Linked DNA regions of Mus musculus: region 1 is linked to region 2. The links are chromatin contacts, called in public Hi-C maps. All regions are on one chromosome and are shown on one strand. The core of a region is the stretch at or near the end of the contact, and the rest is flanking DNA. Distances in the headings are between cores, read along the strand shown. Region 1 has its middle 16 kb from the start of Gm26075. Region 2 overlaps Umad1 (UMAP1-MVP12 associated (UMA) domain containing 1).

Region 1 (4,751 bases), core at 1,934-4,433, 120 kb before region 2:
TATTAAACTTGGCTTATATCTAGATTGCTCCATTTTTTTTTTTCCCAGTGAAGAGCCCAGAAAAACACACCAACCTCTGCATTTCAGGGACATTAGCAACCAATATGCAGTTAGTTGTTGCTCTTCACAAATTGCTCAGAAAACATCTCAGTAGGGGAACCAAAAGGACTCAAGGGGAATTTATTGGCTATTTGTGAAACTGATAACAAAACCTCTCTAAGCCTCCCTGGTAAGTAAAGATAATCCCCGCTTCCATCCTGGTATCAACTGTTAAATAGGATGACGCAGTTAGGAAACAGTTTGTAAGCCCACGCTGGTGTTATCGTTATTGTTCAAACATCAACACTGAGCATATTAAAGCAGGCCGCATTAAGTCCAGCGCTTTAGATGTGGAAGAGAGGGCTGCAGAGGAAACAGGCTGCATACCATTAACACACTGGTGTTCCCAAACAACTCTGCTTGCCTCCTGCGTGTGCTTGTACCACTCCTGCTCTTTCAAGGTAAAGGGCTTGTTCTGCCTCACTGGGAAGGAACTGCTCCCCGTTAGCGGAGGAGGTACCAGATAAAGCTGATGCCTGCCAATCGAGCCTCCGTAAACAGGATTAATAAGAGAAAAGATGTTGGCAGTTTTCTGAGGGCGTCCAGGGAGGCTTTTTTTTTTTTTCAACCAGACATTTATGTGGGCAGCGAACTATGATTTAAACAACTAACGAGAGTTATCAATGTGCCACCAAAACAAGGGCTGGCCTGACGAGACACGCATCAAGCGCTCCTGTCTCTAAGCACACACCAAACTCCCATTAGCTCAGCAAGTAAGGGACTCAAAGGCCCTGAGCTATGATACTCTCCGGGGCTCAAAAGCTCTGGCCTGCTTTCAGAAAGCTGGGATTCTACTACTTCTGTCAACAGAAACAGCAAAGGGATTTTCACGAGCGGTTGGAGTGAAAAAGAAATGAGACCAAATATTGAGAAACTGGTGGGCATTCACTGAAAAGCAACGAGCACGATTTATAAGGCCGAAGGGACTGCCTTCCAGAGGCAGATGAAAGAAGAGAGTCTCTCAGCATGTCCACCAGGGGCTAACCATCCAGGACTGGCTCGTAGGCCACGGCCAAGAGTACTTGAAGGGCATAAACAGCGTGGATGGAGGGAAGTTATTTAGTGTGGTCCGAGGGGACAGAGAAGGAGTGATGGAAATGAAACTCAACATGGAGACGATTAAGGTGGCAGAGCAGGTCACACGCTGTAATGGAGGGTCTATTATTGACTGTGCAGCGCTTGTCCCCTGGGGAGCCAGAATCCCTTTCTCTTGTACTATTTGCAATTGGAAAATGCACTAAAAAGTAGCCAGGCGTTCTGGGGAGGGCAAAACCACCATGTGCCCTCAGAGAACCACTGAGATGGTTTAATAGGCCTTTCCTATCTCAAATTTCTGTGCCGGACCTAGTGTACACAGGGCCCCGAGTTCCCACCACCCGAGCTGCGTCTTTGTTATTTATTATAAAGAGCCAGTGAAGAAATCATCACAGGAAACAATACCTGTGCTACAAAGAGGGAGAGGCCTACAGAGTCCCGATGCTTTCATGCGACTGACTAGGATTCCTTTCACATTGTGCCATAAGCATAAAGAAACATGTCTACCAACTGAGACCTGGGACAGCATGCTCCTATTGACCCCACTCTAAGGCAAAGGACAAGAGGCGTTATCACATTTGGATGTTGGCTTTGAAAATAAAAACAATCAAATAGATGGCTTTCTAATCTAGGAGAAAGACTTACAGTCTATCTTTTCCAAATTTCTTAGCCATGAAAAACAGTGAAGAAGCTATTACCGTGTAGAAACTCGGGCACTAAGGTGTTGAAGGCATGTATCCAACAGACAATTCTGTTTACAGCTGCAGCTGAAAAGAGCAACTGACACATCCTAAAACCTGTGGTGGCACAGGCACACACGTGGGATGATGGCTGCAACTGAAAGATGGAACTTGGAACCGTAAAGACAAGCACTAGCATCATCGTGATTGCAAGAAGGCACACAGCTGTGACCATCGCGGCCCCTCTCACCCAGAGGATGATGGAAGCAGGGTGGCGAACAAAAAACAAGGAGCAAGAGGCTAACAGGAGGGAGGGGCAGTGAGAGACAAAGCAAGAGAAGTTAGAGCTGGGGAAGCCCGCAGATGTCAGCTCTTCACAGGTGTGGGCTATCTCACTTCCTGATAAAATCAGGGTACTGTGGTAGGTACTAAGCGAAACTTGGCGTTCTAGAAGACTGAAGCTTCTACAAACAAATTCGGGGGTTGACCTACAGAGGACAGATATAGGTCAACCCTCATCCTGCTGCTCGCAGCAGCTGTGGCCAATGAGAGACACAGCTGCCTGGCACATTGAGTTAAGCTGCTGCTGAAATCAACAGAAGCCATTTCCTGCCTTTTTGCTGGCTTCTCTAGTCTGGTTAGGACCAGTTTAAGTACAAGCTGAGCACCGCCTTGCTAGAGTTCCTGGAACACTGTTGCGTGACTTCAGCTGATCACCTGCTCCTCTCTCGCTCACCTGAAAGATCTGTTTCTGTCTTCAAAAGGAGGCTTAAGACACAACAGTCCCTCATTACGCAGCATGCTAGCACAGATTTGTAGAACCAGGGAGAGTTTATCTATTTTTACTTCAAAATAATGGTTGGTAAAAAGGGGGAGTCTACACAAAGACCTATTTCCATAGAGGACAGAGCAAAAATTGTTAGGTGGCTGATTCGAGATTACCCAGAAAGCCCATGGTTAAGACAGAAGGAGAACGGAGCGAGTAGGTCTGGGAATCAGGAAATTATGAAATCAGACCCAAAGACTGAACCTCACTGGCCCACTAGGTTAATTAGCAGTTGGAGATGACAGCTCAGCAGCACATGTTCCTACAGGCTAGCTGATTAGTAGTCTGGCAGGAGATTTGACCCAAGTTGGTACTAGGTTGATTAGATAAGGCTGAGAAGAAATACTTTCCGATCACTTTCAGGAAAGAACTCTACTTCTCTGAGTGATGTAGTAAGAAAGCATTTGGGCACCTGTGGCTGCTGGCCACTGTTTGGAATCCTGAGAAAGAGCACTTCTGGGCTTCTAACTACATAAGGCAGTAACTGCCAGGACAGAAGCAATGACTCAGGGATAAAGTGCTTAGCGCGAGGCGTGAGGATCTGGGTTCAGACCTCCGGCTTTCATGTGAACGTTCCACTGCAGCACCTGGCTGACACTCGGGGATAGGCGTGTGGGAGGCAAGCAGTCAGACCCTGGGGTCTTGCTGACCAGGCATTCTGGCCAAGTGGCAATTTCTAGGTTCAGTAAAGAACCCGGTCTTAAAAAAAAAAAAAAAAAAAAAAGCAACAGAGGAAACACTGCTTGCTGCCTCTATGTGTCCTCCATCCCACATTACCAATTCATTTCCTTAGTCAGCTGGATTGGCTGACTGGTGGCTCTAAATTTTATAAGAATTTGTCACATTAGCCGGGCGTGGTGGCGCACGCCTTTAATCCCAGCACTCGGGAGGCAGAGGCAGGTGGATTTCTGAGTTCGAGGTCAGCCTGGTCTACAAAGTGAGGTCCAGGACAGCCAGGGCTATACAGAGAAACCCTGTCTCGAAAAACAAAAAACAAAAAACAAACAAAAAAAAAGAATTTGTCACATTCATTTTTTTTCTTCCTGGGGATTCTCATTTTGTTTTTGTCAGTTCCTATCAACAATTGTCAATATTTCAATATTTTTACTATTCTTATAGGGTTTTGTTTGTTTTGTTTTACTTTTCTCTTTATTTTGTGACAGGGTCTTTTTCTAAGAGCCCAGACCTTAAACTTACTATGTAGCAAAGACTGCCCTGAAATGCAGGTAGTAATTCTACTGTTTCAGACTTCCAAATGCTGGGACTCTAAGTACATGTATAAATGACTACCACCAGCTTAGGAATTCTGACAATGCTTGTCTTTACGTCTCCAAGATAGTTGCTGTGTTTTTCTTTTTCTTCTTATTCAGTAGAGAAAAAGTAATGATAGTCTAGTCTAACAAAATCTACCTCAAGGATGTATTACAATGCTGTTGTTGTTACTCATTCGCTAAAGTCTCTGTGTGTGTGTGTGTGTGTGTGTGTGTTTATAGGGCCTACAAGCCAAACACTAAGAATACTAAGCTTAAAAGAAGAGTGGATGGAGGTCAATCACTAGCTACAAAGCCACATAAATGGATCTGAGCAGCTGGGAGATGGCTCACACATAGGAAGGTACACAGTATATAAGACTTTTAATAGAATAATTAAAAGTTGAATTAGACTTAACCAGGAAATTCAGAGGAAGCTACTTGAGAAAGAAGTGTCCAGACTCTGAATGATAAAAAGGAGTTGGGTAGTTAGGGAAGACCGTAACAGGATGTGAGACGCATAAGAGCAAAGGCCCTGCTAAGGGGCAGACATAGGAAGCATGAAGGCCTTTGGAGAGTGTAAATTCAGATCAGATCCTAGAGAGGGGGAATTGATATAAAGTAAACCTGGAAAGGCCTGCTGGAGACTCTGACAACACAGGTAGCGGAAGTGCACAGATTCCTAAATTCTACAGGAAACCTTTCAACACATTGCAGTGACAGCCACATTTCCTTTATGTTCAACAGTCAAGCCAACCCAAGTATTATGGATTTTCTTTTTCTGCTTTCTTTAGTTCAACTTATCCACATCCCTCCCGTTTTTATCAATGTCCTCTATTTATTTTATTAATATTATCTCCT
Region 2 (4,684 bases), core at 170-2,669:
TGTTCTAGGCATAACATTAGGCAGGCTTCCTTAAATTCACTCAACAGTGATCTATTAGGACCCACACTTGCTAAAGGTGCCATTTGATTCTACAACACACTCCTCATTAAGTCATAAAACTTGAGTTAAAGCCGGGCGTGGTGGCACACACCTTTAATCTCAGCACTCGGGAGGCAGAGGCAGGCGGATTTCTGAGTTTGAGGCCAGGCTGGTCTACAAAGTGAGTTCCAGGACAGCCAGGGCTACTCAGAGAAACCCTGTCTCGAAAAAACAAAAAACCAAAACAAAACAAAAACATAAAAACAAACAACCAAACCAAAACAAACCAAAAAACCTTGAGTTAAGGTATCCAATCTAGCTGAACACACATCTAAGTCCCTTACAGTTCAGTTTAGTTCTTCTTTTCTAATTTTGTTAGTCTATCTGTATGTTTTCTGTCATAATGAAGAAAAAAGGAATATAGAGCCAAGAATCCCTAACTGTTCCACACACGGCATGCCCAGGCCTCTGGTCACAGTGTGTCGACAAACATTATATCCTAAAGGAACCATGAATAGGAGAAGATAAGCAATGAAGTGTAGGAAGCTAATTTTAAGATGGTGCCGGTATCCAGTACACTGTGGCTATAAACAACCTTACTGCGCCTGCGCTAGTCACCACTTGGCGCCAACCTCTCCAGATCGGGTGCATGCTAATGAAGTGTCGACAGACCGACCAATCCCAGGAGGACACATAGCCCTCCCCAGTGCTGGGGTGTATATAAGCAGTCCTCCCTGGGTTCCCGGGGTCCCCGTAGCAGCATCCAGGCGTTCCTGCAATAAAGCTGTTGAGAAGAATCCGACCGTGTTGTGTCTTCCTTGCCGGACGAGGTGGGCTCAACAATGAAGGATGGAACATAGTTAGCAAACAAATGTAAGTAAAAGTTCAAGCATATAAATTGTAAAGACAAATCAAAATCACACCAAAGGACATATTAAATTACCACACCAAAATTATTAGCAGGACACATCAGCAATGGATAAAACACCTTGGGATACTGACATCATTCTGGTGACAAAGTTAAACATCTGTTGAATTGGCTGTAGGCAAGAAGAACGGATTCTAAGAGTAGTCAAGGTGATGAAAAAGATAAACATCACATCCTTGGCTCTCCTGAATCTGAAAGGAAACACCTGAGCTGAAGAATGAAACCGCAAGAAAGGGTCGCAGTACTTACAGGAAAGAAACAGATAAAATAATAACCCACTCTATGCCAGGTTTATTGACCACGGAATTCAGCTCACAGCACTGGGGGGCAGAACTAACCTCTGCCGGCTCTGGGTCAGAAAACCCAAGCCAGGAGGAAAGCCTTCAGAGCTAAGCGCCAAGTCCGCTGCAGACAGGAGATCCGTGTGGGGAATGGAGACTCTGGAGCGACCCAGCTGCCACTTACGCATCTCTCCCTCCCAGGGCGTGCGAAATTCTGGGAACCCCACCTGGGATGCCACAAGATACTCAAGATTTTAGGATCACCTCTGGAGATTTTCAGTCTCATTAATAAAAGAAAGTAAGAGTGGCTCAATAGAAAGCCTGAGGACAACATTATTGTAGTTTAAAAGAAAATTTCTAGGAGAGGCAAGCTGTAGATCTCAGCAGGCTGGAGACTGGAGGTGGAGAAGAGAAAAAGCCACTCACTACCTATAAGTAGCTGAGAGAGAGGAGGGCACACCGGGTGAAGCTCACAGTGATGAGCAGCAGGCAAGCATTCTGGGAGGGAAAAGGGCGTTATCTCCTTAGAGATAAATCATCCTTTCATTTAGCATGGCATTAATAAGCAAATCTGAGTTCCTGCGCAGCGGCTCCTTAGTCAGCCCAGCTAGAAGGTTGGGTCTTTACCTAGGACACAGATTCCATTCTTCTGAAGAGAAGAAGACAGCTTCCCCTTAAGGGACCTTATTGCTACTAGAACACCAGTCTGGCAAGAAGGAAACCGTTCCTCAGTGAGACTCTTATCAAGTCTCTGGGTAGGAGAGCAGAAAATCTAGCACTGCCGCATCGTCACGCTCCAGGACCCCTATTCCCTCCACAGACTGAGCCGCAGAGTGCCCCTGGCAAACACACGGACAGACTCAGCAACAATGAGGGTTGGTGGCAGAAAACCAGAAAGGGAAAGAGAACCTGGAAGCAAAGGAAAATAACAGACACTGCACCGGCCTTCGATGCTGAAAACCACTTTGGGAAGTACAATTATCCTGTGTGCCAGAGAGGAGGCTGTAGCTGGAGAATGGGGGAGAGGGCAGGTACTGGGGGAGAAACCTATATGACAACTGAGAAACCCCTAAGGAGAGCTGACCCTTGTTCAGGAATCTGTCCCAGAACTGAAGACATTTTGAACAACACAGAGACTAGCAGACTTCTTCCCACCTGCAGAGACAGCTACAGATACAATAAAGAAGGTACTGAGACTACATTCATGCCAGCAACAAAGAAATACTAACTGGTGGTATTTTTTTATTTTACTAGATTTCATATTTTTATTTTAAAAATTTAACAATTTTAAGATTTAAAAAATATTTTGTTCTATTTTACTTGATAAAGCTTTAGTGACCGTTATTTTTGTGTATATTTTAATGACATTTTCTTTATGAATTTTCAAACCACTTTCTCATATGCTTCCCCCTTATTTGTAATTTATTCCTTCTTTTTACCTTCTTTATTCCCTATTCTTTTTATTTCTTAATTATTAATACCCTTAGTTTAAAGAAACAAAAAACAAGACAAAAAACTTTCAAACACCATTTAATCTAATAGCATCTCAGCTCATTTCTCTGGGGTGAAACACAGCATGGGAGTCTTTGCATTGCATTTCATTACTGGTCTTGTCAACAGACTCTTTTTGTCACTCCTCTGCCTCATCCTTCTAACTACCGGGAAGGATTGTAAGCCCAAGTACAAACTGTATACCAACTAGAAATAAACAAATAAAGAGTAAGAAAAGAAAATATGCACTCAACAGAGAAATCACACAAAGACTAAAAAGATAAAGTCAACCCTCTATGGATACCTCCAAAGGCTCACAAAGAAAGTTTTAGTAGAAACAACAGTACTTACAATCAGGTTCAAGTTAAGTCCAGCTCTTTTTGGTGTTTAGTAAATACCTTATATGCCATGCAGTAGGCTGAGCACCATGTGAAATGGAACGAGAGACCATCCCTCCTTTATAGGACTCATTCCCTAGAACATTTCACCAAACACAGGAGAGACAATGCACAGTGGTGGTAGAATAACACATATAAAATACTGTGAAAACAGTGCTCAGTACAACTCTCACAGGCTTCTTCATTAGAGCCCTTTCCCTTCTGTGTCTTCTTTTCAAATTTTAAGTTCATAGCAGAGCTACTCACAATAATGATTGGTGGCAGTGACCCCAGAATGTCCTGAACATTACAATATGCAATATTATAGAGATTCTCACATAAGAAAAGGCATTTGATCCCCCATAAGAATTCATGAAGGAGTCAGGCTTGGGGCCAGAGCCTATAGTCTCAACAACTGGAAGAGGACTCTGAAATCCCAACTAAGAAACAAAGTGGGATGGGGAGACAGAGAGGAAAATGAGGAGCAAGGCACAGGAGTGGCCATGATAAAAATGTAAATTTCTGAGTAACCTAAATCAAGAACTCTACAACTATGAAGTGCTGGGACTTGAAAATACAGATAAAGCAGTTACAAATTATGTAAAACTCCAGTGTTAATACAGATCTTTAAATCAAATACTGAAACTTCTGAACTAAAGACATTTTCCACAGTCCTGAAGCCAGCAGGAGAGAAACAAGGCTGCTGCTGATAGAACTCAGGGGTTAAACAGGGGGGATTCAGTATTAAAGACATCCAAGGCCTTAATGCTGCTTCCCTGTGTTTCTTTAGAAACCAAAACCATTCTAGGAGCGCAGGAAAGCAAAAGAAGAATCATGGGGCAGAAAGCAGGGGACCGGCTGCTGGCAGATTCTACTTTAAGGACTTGGAAACTTTGACTTGAGAACAGTAGACACCACAAAATCAAAATTTTAGAAAGATATAAGAGCAACAGCTAACTAAGAGCTAATTGATTCCCTAGTGAGAGTGAAGAGGTATGCTATGTGAGCTGTCTGAGGATTTTGCCTGCTTGCAAAGTAGAAAGCCTGAGAAAGAGGAATGAGCAGATTTTTTCTAGAAGGTTCCACAAACCAAATCACAATCCACTAACAGGTACTCAATTATGCATTGACCTCAGCCTCAGTACATCTAGATTCCCTAACAGAAACCAATGCCCCCTTACAAGTTTCCATGTGTCCTCACTCTTCTCTAAGTCACTCCGCGCATCTGCAGTACCATCTAGATAGATTCAGGTATAGGCATTATACTTGCTGAATGCTGTTCCTGTGGGACTATAATTCCACAAGGCCAGTAACATGCTTATTTGACTTGCTATGACATCTTCAATGTCGATACAGTGAGTGCTATAGAGGAGATATGGCAGGCCCTTACTGAGTGAGGCCCATATTTTATGCATTGCAGCAAAGGCTCCCAAGGTCAAGTGGAATGTGGCGTACAGGAAAATAAGATTTTGATGAAACTATGGTTTAGATGAAGGAAGCTGAAGGGAATGTAGCATGACTGCTTAAAGGAAATACATTTATTAATAGCGCTCTGATATGGGTGAAAG

What was found. A called contact is a pair of places that touch in the nucleus more often than the background predicts.
Region 1: a contact with region 2 is called in a Hi-C map of double positive thymocytes, with 3 times the contacts expected there. The contact joins two enhancer-like sites. A contact is called at or near these places in 4 of 39 promoter capture datasets (the C10 cell line, hippocampal neurons and pre-B cells), 4 of 484 Hi-C or Micro-C datasets (the G1E-ER4 cell line and double positive thymocytes), 2 of 115 datasets of contacts at active chromatin or transcription factors (bone marrow-derived macrophages and double positive thymocytes) and 1 of 9 other capture datasets (embryonic stem cells).

What each region holds. Positions count from the first base shown.
Region 1 is chr6:8,483,238-8,487,988 of GRCm38.p6, reverse strand. No RefSeq gene overlaps it. Among named protein-coding and RNA genes, the nearest start is that of Gm26075, 16 kb to the left of the region's middle. Within about 2 kb of position 3,183, at least 58 of the 459 cell types and tissues checked have an H3K27ac peak or open chromatin away from gene starts, as enhancers often do. A contact at or near this core is called in double positive thymocytes, where this site is marked.
Region 2 is chr6:8,361,611-8,366,294 of GRCm38.p6, reverse strand. All of the region lies in intron 2 of Umad1 (UMAP1-MVP12 associated (UMA) domain containing 1), which reads right to left. Among named protein-coding and RNA genes, the nearest start is that of Gm46952, 18 kb to the right of the region's middle. Within about 2 kb of position 1,419, at least 25 of the 459 cell types and tissues checked have an H3K27ac peak or open chromatin away from gene starts, as enhancers often do. A contact at or near this core is called in double positive thymocytes, where this site is marked.